4 separate regions of the Mus musculus genome follow, and all the other regions are linked to region 1. A link is a contact called in public Hi-C and promoter capture Hi-C data. All regions are on one chromosome and are shown on one strand. The core of a region is the stretch at or near the end of the contact, and the rest is flanking DNA. Distances in the headings are between cores, read along the strand shown. Region 1 holds the start of Vamp4 (vesicle-associated membrane protein 4). Region 2 holds the start of Cacybp (calcyclin binding protein). Region 3 holds the start of Tbx19 (T-box 19). Region 4 holds the start of Dcaf6 (DDB1 and CUL4 associated factor 6).

What was found. Promoter capture Hi-C pulls out the DNA fragments that hold promoters and counts their contacts. Hi-C and Micro-C count contacts between places; a contact is called where the count stands out from the background.
Region 2: a contact with region 1 is called in a Hi-C map of cardiomyocytes, with 7 times the contacts expected there. The contact joins the promoter of Cacybp here to the promoter of Vamp4 in region 1. A contact is called at or near these places in 1 of 39 promoter capture datasets (the C10 cell line), 2 of 484 Hi-C or Micro-C datasets (CD4 T cells and cardiomyocytes) and 1 of 9 other capture datasets (adipose tissue).
Region 3: a contact with region 1 is called in a promoter capture Hi-C map of hippocampal neurons, with 7 times the contacts expected there. The contact joins the promoter of Tbx19 here to the promoter of Vamp4 in region 1. A contact is called at or near these places in 3 of 39 promoter capture datasets (hippocampal neurons, liver and pre-B cells).
Region 4: a contact with region 1 is called in a promoter capture Hi-C map of pre-B cells, with 3 times the contacts expected there. The contact joins the promoter of Dcaf6 here to the promoter of Vamp4 in region 1. A contact is called at or near these places in 1 of 39 promoter capture datasets (pre-B cells), 1 of 115 datasets of contacts at active chromatin or transcription factors (astrocytes) and 1 of 9 other capture datasets (liver).

Annotation. Positions count from the first base shown.
Region 1 is chr1:162,569,143-162,571,918 of GRCm38.p6, reverse strand. It overlaps Vamp4 (vesicle-associated membrane protein 4), which reads right to left and starts at 1,404. Exons shown (of 8, transcript NM_001356527.1): 1 at 1,139-1,404.
Region 2 is chr1:160,211,455-160,214,321 of GRCm38.p6, reverse strand. Cacybp (calcyclin binding protein) reads left to right here and starts at 1,430. Exons shown (of 6, transcript NM_009786.2): 1 at 1,430-1,675. The coding sequence starts at 1,655.
Region 3 is chr1:165,159,259-165,162,070 of GRCm38.p6, reverse strand. Tbx19 (T-box 19) reads left to right here and starts at 1,298. Exons shown (of 8, transcript NM_032005.4): 1 at 1,298-1,705. The coding sequence starts at 1,509.
Region 4 is chr1:165,459,009-165,461,816 of GRCm38.p6, reverse strand. It overlaps Dcaf6 (DDB1 and CUL4 associated factor 6), which reads left to right and starts at 1,354. Exons shown (of 19, transcript NM_028759.1): 1 at 1,354-1,686. The coding sequence starts at 1,590. Mpc2 (mitochondrial pyruvate carrier 2) reads right to left here and starts at 557. Exons shown (of 5, transcript NM_027430.3): 1 at 306-557. The coding sequence starts at 414.

The sequences.
Region 1 (2,776 bases), core at 155-2,654:
TCTTAGCCAACAGGAGAGAGGGATCAAGCAAATTCACAAAATGTCTTTACACGGTATGACACTAAAACGTAATGAGGAGTAAACCTCTTATTCAAGTTCTAAAATCCAAGCTATCAGTTTGAGGAAGGAAGCAAACTCAGGCTAGACAAATAAACAAACCACCAGCAAATCAGCAGATAGATAAACGAGCTACCCTGGAACTACCCGCAACTAATGATATTTACAGATTAAAAATAAGTAGCGTAAATAAACTGTACTCAGAAATCAGAGTTGACTCCATTCTGCCTACAGTTCCTCCTACCAAAAATATTCTTGTCGTTAACGTGTCTACGTAGTAAGAGTCATCGTGATGTCTTTCCACGTCGTGGATGGAACACCACACGGTTCACTGAAGTGTCAACATCGCACGACTCTTACGTGTACTTCCCCGCTTGCTCAAATCTCTCGTATGCATCTTCTGTAGTACGTTCTCTATTCCGTGGCTTTACATGTAACGCACTTCTAACCTGTTGTTTAATCTACACTGGCTTTTTACCTCGACAAAACAAGCTCTATTTCATTTCGCTAAAAAAGCTCGAATCTGGCTGGGCACGGCTTTCCTTTGCTCAGCCTCCATCCCCCTCGCCAGTTCTTCCTCATTTCTCATCTGCAGTCTCGGCTGGTAACAGTTCCACGCAAATCGTGACTGGAAATCTTACTCGCAAAACCTGTTACGTGTAAGGATTCACCTCCACCCCCGGGTCATTCTAAGCACAGCGGGGATGCGCGCTTTCTCCGAACCCCCGAGGAAGGACCTCAGGCGAGCCTCTCTGGCCAATTCCTCGGCTCCCTTCGCCGCCGCCACCCCAGGCCACGCACCCCGACATCTGCTCGGAACTCTGGCCCCCGACTCCCCGTACAGGTGCCCCCTCGGGAACAGCTCTCCCCCTGGAGGGCAACTCGATCTCAAAGCTCCTCGGCCGCCCCAGCCCCTCCCCAGTCCTCGCGCCCCTTCCTCAGGACACCCCGGGCCCCCGGCCTTCCCCACTCGCGACCCGACCCTCGCGCAGGCCGGTTCCCAGCCCCAGCGGACGTTGGGGGCGGTAGGCAGGGGCGTCGCCTGGCTTCCTGCCTGCTCAGGCGCGCCGGGGCGGGATACCTGCGGTCTCCGATGGGCTCCCGGCAGCAGTCCCTGCTGGCAGCGCAGGGCAGGCGGGGGAGGGAGCGGGAAGCGGAGGAAGAAGGGTGGGAGGGGGAAGGCCGAAGGCGCAGAGCCGCCACCGCTCCGCTCTGCTGCAGCGCCCCCGCTCATCGAGCGACTCGGCGCTCCGCCGCCTGGCGCTGGGCAGAGGGGGCGGGCTCAGGCGAGGGAGATCGAGCCGCTCGGTACTCCGAGTCCTGGAGAGGGCGCAAGGGGGCAGGCTCAGGCAACGGAGATCGAGCGTCTCGGCGCTCCGGGTCTTGTCTTCTGGCGGAGGGGACATGTTCAGGCAATGGAGACCCTGAGCGGGTCGATCGCTTCCGTCTTTCTTGAACCCGGGAGAATCCCCCGGGGTTGTGACGTTCAGATCCGATGGAGGAGCACGTGGGTTGTACATGGGATGAGTAGGGAACGCTGAGAAGTCTTTCAACTGGAGCTGAAAGGGTGACTAGGATGTAGGTCCCGTAGAAGATGCTACTTTGCGGGCTGTCTGAGGGACCTGAGTAAAAGGGGCCGCATGTGATAAAATATCTGTCTGATACCATTTACAAAATTGCTGAGGGTTACTCAGTTTCATTCCTTTTGCTTGTAGCCTAAATGGCAGGATCCAAACATAGGGATTCAGGCGGGAAACCACCCTTACATTGCCATTCTGCCAATAATTCATCTCCTTTACAGTCTCTGCTTGACATATTTATTTAAAGAAGTCTGGCGTTGATAGACTTAGTCCAAAACTGTAGAAATGTGTATTTCTTTTCTTTTTTTTTTTAATTTATCCTCCTCCAAGTCTTTTAAGCTTAATGGTTATTAGTCCTTTGTTAAGAGTTTTTAAACTGTGGGGAAATATATTGCCAGTTATTTGATAGACACAAAAATAAGAAAAGATGCTCAGGGACAAGAAAACAAACCGGAGGAGGAAAATTCCAGGAGAAAGCCCTCTTTCACCCGATCTTTAGTTAGGGTTGCTGTTGGGCTCACTGGTTGAGAGTTTTCTCCTCACAACTTGGCTGACTTGGACTGAAATGGCCTGCCCAGATAGAAGGTATCTTAGTCTGTGTCTCTGGCAGGGCATGGTAGTGAGATTATCACGGAGTCACTAGACAGCCCAGAGGTGGTCTTTTGTTTGTTTGTTTCTATTTATTTAATGTTTTTAAAAGATTTATTATGTGTATGGGTGTTTTTGGCTGCATGCATATATGTGCATACACTACTATGTGTATGCCTGATGCTCTTAAAGATCAGATGAGGACTTCAAATCCCCTGGGACTGGAGTTACAGGCTGTTGCAAGCTGCCATGTGGGTGCTAGGAATTGAACCTGGGTCGTTAACAAGAAGGATAAGTGCCTTTTCTCACTGAGCCGTCTCTCCAGCCCCTTCAGTTGATGATTTTATCCGTATATTTGCTTACTATGCCGAACTTCCTTGCCTTGTTTCCTTAGCTAGTTAATGTCCTTGTCTGTTAACAGCATAAGGAAATACGATAGTAGAGCTACAATGGACATGTCATTCATACATGCCTTATTATTCTTATGAGTAATCTGTTATTTTTCTTTGTATTTAGTCATAATGCCTTAATTTGGCTACTTATTTTGATTG
Region 2 (2,867 bases), core at 181-2,680, 2.4 Mb after region 1:
AATCTCCTAACATGCATTAAATCAGGCCTTCAAGCTCACTTGGTTGACTCTTTATTTCTGGTAATGGGAGACTCCAGCACCGCTGGACTTCTGCAGAATAAAACACTCTGTGCGTTTACATACTGTTTGAGCCTAGGGTATGATTCTTAGACCATTCATGGACTCTTACAGGTTCAAGGCCCCTCTTGCTCTTATGTTGTATTTAGTCTAACAGTCATGTTCGACCTGGACCCTTCCCTCTGCCTGTCTTCCTTATAGCTACAAAAAAAAATTAAAAATAATAAAAAAAATCTTCTCCATACTTTAGAAGTAGCCATGTCCTCCTCCTTTTTATTTCACCTTTTCATAAACTTCAAAGGGTGGCACCTTTCTGTCATTGTCCACTCCAGAAAAGGATTGTTTTTATTTTTATCACTATAGGCCATGGGACTGGTGGTTTGAGACTTTTATTTAAGTTGCAACTATACACGACATACATCCCTGTCTAACTTGTCATTTTGTGCAAGTTTGTGTGAGAAGTTCGTACAGGTTGCATGCCTTAATGTTACATTAATATAAAGTGTAGTGTAGCAGCATTTTCCTTGACTTGCTGATGCTAGTAACTCCCCTAAGCATCTGTAAGCTGACAGCAGATTGCTCTACCTCCCAATGGGTACTGTTTGTTTTCTGTCTCGGTTTACTGGGTGTTATGGACGTCTCTATGCTGTCATAATTAAGATAATTTGAAAAACGGTTTTACGCTGGGGGTTTACTAATCCGGGCTGCTGCAACCCAAAGTCCTAAGAATTCCTCCACATTTTACGTGGAAATTCACTCAATCCAAACCCTGCTGAAAATACAAAATAAACCGCTAGTAAAGAGCGAAGGCAGTGGAAAACTTCGTATCAAGAGCTCATATAGGCAAGGGAGAATGGAGCGTTCGGCCACTTGAAACCGTGCCGCTTTCCACCACGGCGCCCAGAGCCAGTCAGGAAGCCCGTGCAACCTTCCTACAGTCCCACGAGATGGCGCCACGTCAACGGTGCTAGACGCAGGACGCCTCCAGAAACCCAAGGCCCACTTAAAGCCATTGTTCTACTTAGGAGCCTTCCTCCCTTAACAAATCCGTCCTTTTTTGATGGTAGTTGTGCTTCTTTGGGGGCGCTCCTTTGTTCTTTCCCGATACCTCAGAGCTGCCGAAGACAAGATGGCGGCCTGGCAACTCCGCATCGCACCAGCGGAAGCAGCCCTTCTCGAGACACTTCCTATCGGGTCCCCAAACCTTTGAAGGTTAGTTCCGGGGCTAGGTCTGGCCGCGGTTGCGAGCTGCGACTGCGCAGCCCGGTTCTGCCGGCGCGGAACGACGTCTCAATCGCTGGGGCGGAAGGAAGTGGCTGGACGCCTCCTGAGCATTCGATCGCTCGCGAGAATTGAGCGTTGCTAGGCAACCAGCCTGGGGGCGGGACTAGACTCGGAGGGGCGGGGCCTTGGGAGGCTCCGGTGGAGCCTTGCGAAGGTTCCAGAGCCGTCTCGTGCGGAGGGCGGGCCGCCGTGTCGCGCCGGGTCTGTGGAGCTCGCTGCCGGCGCTGCGACGCTCGTGGGTGGCGTGTTCGGCTTTTCCTGTCTGCTTCGGTGCACCGCTGCAGCTCCGGCCTCGGGTCTGACGCGCGACGGCATGGCTTCCGTTTTGGAAGAGGTAGGGGTCGGCCTGGACCCACCGGCTCGCGCCGCCGGGCGGCGGCTGCTTTCCCGGGGCTGATGTCCTCGGCTCTGCCCCCGTCGCGGGCCCGCGGCCTCTACGCCGCCGCCTGCCTGGGCCTGAGTGTCCCGGCCGCGGCTGGAAGGTCGGGGGTGTGTCTGGATCCCAATTTTTGGCGCGGTTCGTGGTAGGCTCGCGGGTGGCGGTCCCCTCTCTCCATTGCCTGAGGTCTTCTCGGCTCCCGGTTCCTGGCCAGGGATCAGAAACCTTCCTGCAAAGCTCTGAGCTCCGGGCCGGGGGCCATGGGAAGGAATTCCCATGCCCGCATGACTAGTCATGGTCACCGCTTTCATTTTATAGGTGGTTATACATACATTCTCTGTATTATTTCTAAACGCCCTGGACAGTGCTTATGGTTTCAGTTTTTATTTAGCAGTGCCAGTGGCGGACCTGCAGGCCTTACACACGCTAGGCAAGCTCTCTACCGTTCCGGTATACCCCCAGTCTTTATGTATAAAAGCAATTTTTAAAAAGTTACTGGGAATTGAGCAGTAGGTACGACTAGGAAATTGCCTGGCGTGTGTTTTTAGATTTGTAAAAAATGAATGTGAATGACTTGACTTTTTGGATCCTCGAGGTCTCCATAGCAAGAGTAATTGAATTGCCGGGTTTTGGCCAATACAGGTTTTATGTGATTGACATATTGTTTTCACAGAAACATTGGCTGTTAAGATTTGCTTTTCGGAAACTTCTCCCTCACTTAGAAATCATGGGCTTTAAACACATAAAAATTAGGAAGTTAAAGTATTCATCTGGGTATCTTGCGACAAGATAGGCAGGCACCACGTGCTCACTGGGAGAGTGGAGAGGGTGGCTTAACAGTTGTGCAGCATTAATTGTCTCCAAAAGAGAAGGGACTTTAGACTTGGAGCTATGCATATAGGGGCATGTTTTTCTTCTGAGATTAAAATTCACCTTATTCAATCATATTAAGATGTGAAATTCAACTTTTTCTGTCGTACAACCATCAGTGTTACCTAGTTGCAGACTATTTTCGTTTCCTTAAATAGAAATCCATTGTAGGTGCTCCATCTACTTAGGCTGGAGCCTTAGGATTTTCTAGTTCAGTCGTGGTATCAGTATGGCATTCCTTTGGGTGGTTGAATACTGTCCCATTGTACAGATGGAA
Region 3 (2,812 bases), core at 49-2,548, 2.6 Mb before region 1:
CCCACCCCAGCCCCGCCTCACCTTGCATGGCTTCCTCCACCACTTCGTCCTTTTGCATGATCTTTATTTTCTTACCGTGGCTGATAACCAAACTACTTCATGTCACTTCTTTCCCCTGTCAGATGGGTCGTTCTACGAAGATATCGCTTCTCTTCTATCACTTCTGTGGAGTGCTTAGTAGGTACTCAGTTCATGTTTGGCATCCTCCACATTCAGACTCCCCCTAAGTTTTCTGCTTTTATTTCCCCATTGCTCTGACATTCTTGTTTTCTTTTATAACAAGATAAACCAGCACCCTAGGCTCTCCTAGGGTTGGGGTGTTCCAGCTGTTTTGATGGTCTCCTTCATGGTTTCTACCTCCCCATCCAGCCACCCTGTGCTGTGTCTTTAGGAGAAGTAACCGTTTCTACTAATTACATCCTCAGGGAATAGCGGGACTCAATCCGGAAGGACAGCGTTGGCCACGGCTGTCCCAAAAGAGAACTGGGAGCCTTTTTGGACCAACGATTAGCATCACTCAGTCCAATGATGTAAAACGTTGATTCCCACCCAGGAGGCGCAGAGTTTTTCTTAGAATAGTTCAGGACAAATTACTTTCCCCCTTCCTTTCACTAGGACTGGAGATAAGAGAGACTAGGGGTCTGGATTCGAGGGAGGAAGATCAAAGTTCAAAGCTGAAAATGAAAAGGACCTTAGAGGTAAAAAGGGTGTGAATGTGGGTGGGTACAGTCAGTGGGGAGATGACAGAGGAGCTCCCTAGGGGAAAGAGGTCTGTAGTTCTTTTCCTCCTGACTTCAGTTTCTTGAGTGTAGCATGCAGAGAGACTTCCTTTATTCTCAGGTCTTGTATCTTGGCACAGAGCCCTTCACCCTCAGCATAGACTGCTCTTGTCTGCAGGGCTTCTGTGTCTGTTCAAGTTGCTAGATCAGGGTGGAGGGAGTTCAGCTGACTACTCTGCCAGGACAGCTTGCCCAGACAGCAAGTTTGTGGCTCCCCTGCCAGCACCTCCTTTTCTATAGGTGCCACATGCCACAATTTATACGCAGACATGATTTGACTGATTGTTGCAGTCCGGGCCTGGAATAATTTTAATTAACGGGAAAACGGTCCTCAATACACCGATTAGACCTCTTCAGGTACAACAAGATAAAAGCCTGATAATTTGGATGGAGTACTCTTCTTAAACGTCTACTGTAGGCAGGGCGGCCAATGGGAAAGCCAGGCTGACTCCCACCTGATCCAGTGAGTAATTAAGAGAGCGCTTTTTCTTCTCCACCTCCCCCCACCCTCTCCTCCCTGCTCCCCAACTGAAGCTTAACAGGTTGGTGGTATAATTTGGAGACTTTCAGGGGTGTCACACTGGAAGCTTTAGCAAGAGCCAAGGCATCTTATTCTACTCCCAGACACTGACCAGCTGGGGTCGAAAAGCCAGCAAGTGAGGGAAGGAAGGAGCCGGAGGCAGAGAAAGTGGGAACGGCTCTCAGCAAAGTTTGAAAGGGTCTACAGCCATGAGTGAACTGGCCACACAGAAGGCTGGCGAAGGCACTGTGTCTCGCCTGCTTAACGTGGTGGAAAGTGAGCTCCAGGCAGGGAGGGAGAAGGGAGACCCTACAGAGAAGCAACTTCAGATCATCCTGGAGGATGCTCCCCTCTGGCAGAGATTCAAGGAAGTCACTAATGAAATGATCGTGACCAAGAACGGCAGGTGAGTTTGACTGCAGCCCACTTGTGCTAGCCTTTGCTTGGCGAGGAAGGTAAGACACCTTTGGTAGTAAAGAGGCTACCACTCTTCGTTCAGAGGCAGCAGGCTCTGAACATCTTAAAGACAGTCTCGGCTGGCCGTCACTCAGCCAACTTAATTTCTTTGAGATAATCAGAGCAGTGGAAGATGGAGGCCACCTGTCTTACCTACATGTATTATATGGGGAATTATTTTGCAGGGGAGCATGCCCCATGCATTGGGGAAGTGGACTCAACTGTCAGAAACTGGTATTAATTTTTGAATGACTGTGTCCCCTGGAGCAGACCTGTGTTCAGTCCTGTTCAGATAATGTGAAAGTTGACTTTATTTGGAAACTGGATAGTTTGTTCTTAAGCACAGCACACCTGTCTGTCAGACGATTTTGACTAGTTGAAGACTGGGATTGAAAGGGCCACATGGCCTATCTCTCTCTGCCTGCTTCCTTGTGCATGTTGAGGGAGAATGAGTTTCGATTGTGTGTTTCACATAGTTAGGAAAGCTGGCGTATAATAGGGAATGAAGCTCTAATGCCCAGTTTTAGGAAAGAGAAGTTTTCTTCTTTCATTCTCCCTGCAAAGAGTGGGGATTGTCCATACCGCTCCCTGCTGGCATTTCTCAGATCCTGTGAAGCTTAGCCTGTTAGGCGCCTTTGAGGGAACTTTAAAGCTTGAGCTTAGCAGAGGAGATGCAAATGTTTTGAAAGAGACTCCCACTGCATGCTCACACATCTTTGGGTACCTATGGACACAAAGTACCCGAAGGACATTTTCAGTAGTGTTAGTTGAGCCCAGACTCTTTTTCTTACACCTTGAGAGAAATTTTGCTTAGAGAGAAAAGTTGAAATTAGCTGAACCTCAGGCTGACTTTTGTCGTTGATAAAAAGCCTTCAATTTCTGGTGTCTTAGCTTTGTAATTATGAATAAAACACAGCAACGAAAGAGAGCTGTCCCTTGTACAGCTGGGAGGATTATGAACGTGAGAGCTGTTGCATGACAATAAACTACTGTAAGACAAAGTTATACAGTAAACACACACATTTTATACACTGCGATCACAGTAGCAAAGCTACCA
Region 4 (2,808 bases), core at 105-2,604, 2.9 Mb before region 1:
GACCCCTTCGTGGCTCTCAGGAGTTAAGTAAGGTTCAAGTCTGGAGGAGAGGTCGGGAGTGTGAGCAGTGTTTAAGGGAGCGAAGACATCAAAAGTCAACAAGGGCACTGGGTGCTGATACTCGGTTTTTGGAAAGAGACCTAAGATGAAACAAGGTGAAAGACTAGGAGAATTGATGGATTCCCTTCAGTGGCGAGATGAGGGCTCTGGGATTCCGGTAGCAACTCAACTGTCACAGGGCCTCTAATGTCCCGGTTTCGGAGGGAGAGGAACGATCTCCGTGCGAGCCGTTCAGGATTCATTACCTGCCGGGTGGTTGTAAAGCGGCCTCAATTTCTTTGGCAGCAACAACTCCACTTTATCCATGAGTCGGTGGTAGGTGGCCCGCAGGCCTCGGGCGCCGGCAGCTGCCATCGCGGCGGCCTAGGGATCGACAGCAGCAGGGTGGGAGCGCCGCTGTGTCCGCGTTCCTGGCTGACAACGAAGGGCGGCTCGTCACTTTCTCTCTGCAGCGCTGGGGCGTCCGCCTCTGCCCTAGGGCGCCCTTCCCCGGCTCTGGCAGCCAGAGGTGAAGCACCTAGAGGCCGAGTCCCGCAAAGGCTCAGGGGGGCGGAGCTCAGCAAAAGCCCGCCCCGGCCCGCCTCCTGCGAGCGGGTTGGGGAGACCGAGGGGGAGGAGTCATGGCAACAGGTGCTACAGAGGTCGCCGTGCTGGGGCCGCTAGAGCTAGGCGGGCGAGGCGTTGCGCAAGCTTAACGGCCTGCTCTAATTGGCTGGCCTCACAGAGCGGAAGAGGCGTGGCCAGAAATCATCTCCTTCCGGCCCTGGAGGCCATGTTGGAGAGGGGAACCTGAAGCCGCACTTCCGCCCGGTCCCTCACTTTGACTAATAAGCTTTCTGGGCTTCCCTCTCCCGAACTGAAGATGACGCTGGATACCTGTCGGACTTCCTCTTATTTACTTATTGTTTTTGAGTCGGTGTCTTCGCTGTGTACCCCAGGCTGGCTTGGATCTCGCTATGGTCCAGCCTCCCGACTGCTGGGATTGCATGCATGGGTCATCACGCCCGGTTTTTTCCTTTGACTCGAGAGGCGTGAGCAAGACAACCTCAGCGGCTTCCGTCATGCCTCTCCAATCCATTAAGGAGTAGGCTAGAGCGCCCTCAAGCTCCTCTCCTAGGGTGAGGGCAATCGTGACGCACAGCGGCTTCTGTTGCCCGTGTGCATCCTCTCGCGAGAAGGGCCGGGAGGGGGCGTGGTCTAGGGAGGAGAGGGAGGAGCTCGCGGCCGCCTCCGCCTTCGCCTCCGCCTCCCGCGGGAGGGGGGTCGAGGGAGGGGACTGTTGCCGATCTCTAGATGTTCTGGGTAGTCTGAGGAGAGTATGAGGCGAGCCGTGGCCCGGGTACCTCTCCGCTCCCGGGGAGAAGGCGCGGCCGTGGCTGCCGCCCTCTGAGTCGCGGCGCCGGCGAGGCCCCGGGGCGCGCGCATGGTGCTGGTGCCGCTCGGGTGTTGATCGGCCTGTCCCCTCCCTCTCTTCCCCTCCCCACCCCCCGCGGTGGTCTCCCCTTTCCCACCCCAGCCCCTGCGGAGCCATGGCTCGGAGTGGCTCCTGCCCGCACCTGTTGTGGGACGTGAGGAAAAGGTCCCTTGGGCTGGAGGACCCGTCCCGGCTGAGGAGCCGCTACCTGGGTGAGCGGGGGCCCCGGGGCGGCGGCGCTGAGGTCGCCGCCCAGAGGTGGGGGAGGGGGCGCCGCCGGGGCTGTTGGCGACCGGACCGAGCCCCGACCGGGGCGCCCCGCAGGCTAGGTCTCAGGTGGGATGACGGCGATCCGCGCCCGCTCCTCCTAAGGTCGGGGTCCCCTTTGCAAGCTGCCAGGCGCGGCTCAAGCTGGGCTTCCCTCGGAGAGCCGGGCCGTGGGGAGGCGGCACTAAGCCCGGAAAGGTGTTGGGGTCGCTCGTGGGCTGGGACTCCGGAGAAGACTCCGCGAGCCTTACGGAGATGCCACGTTGAACGCCAAAGTTGGCGCTTTTGCTTTTCTCCGGAGCTGTCCCCGCTCAGCCGAAGACCTCAAGGTGTTGCTTGTCCACCTTCTTCTTCGGCTTCCGCAAGGGGTTAGATGTCGCCCGAGAGAGACGCTGTTGACCACCCTCAGGGACTTGACACCCCAGCCGGGCTCGCTGTAAACCGTGGCGCTTAGCCCAAACCTAAAAGAGATCGCGGAGCCCTCCCCACCCCCGCGCCTTCCCAGGTCCAGCCTGCTGTCAGTCCCGTAGACCTCTTTTAGGTGGTGTAAGGTTTCACGTTCCTGTTCCCACCCCTGGAAAACACACTTGGCATTTTCTGTTTCTTAGTTAAGCTTTCTAAAAACAACCTTCAGGACTGTGGACGCAGGGTTCCACCTTTTTCGTTCTGTGTACCGTGAGTTTTGTTGAGTGTGTTGGGTCATGCCAGAGTCAACTAAAAAGTCCTGTTTCTTCAAAGTGCCTCCTCCCCCCAACTCTGTCATTTCTTTGCCAAGTGAAGCGATTTGTTGCTGTCATTTTTTTTTTTTTTTTTACTAACAACAAAAATAGAAAGAAATGAAATCTCATTACAGCCAATACTACTGGCTGTAAATTGCTTAAAGGACGCCTAGGTGTGCGTTTTAATGTTTTTAAATGAATGTTATCATTGTAAGAATTAAATACAAAAAAGCAGAAGTCCCAGAATCGGTCCCATTTGGATTTCATGCCACTGCCCCTAGAAATGTTTCTGTTTTGTGATTATTTTCCTTGATTTATTTCCTTCTTAGAAATGCATACATATATAAA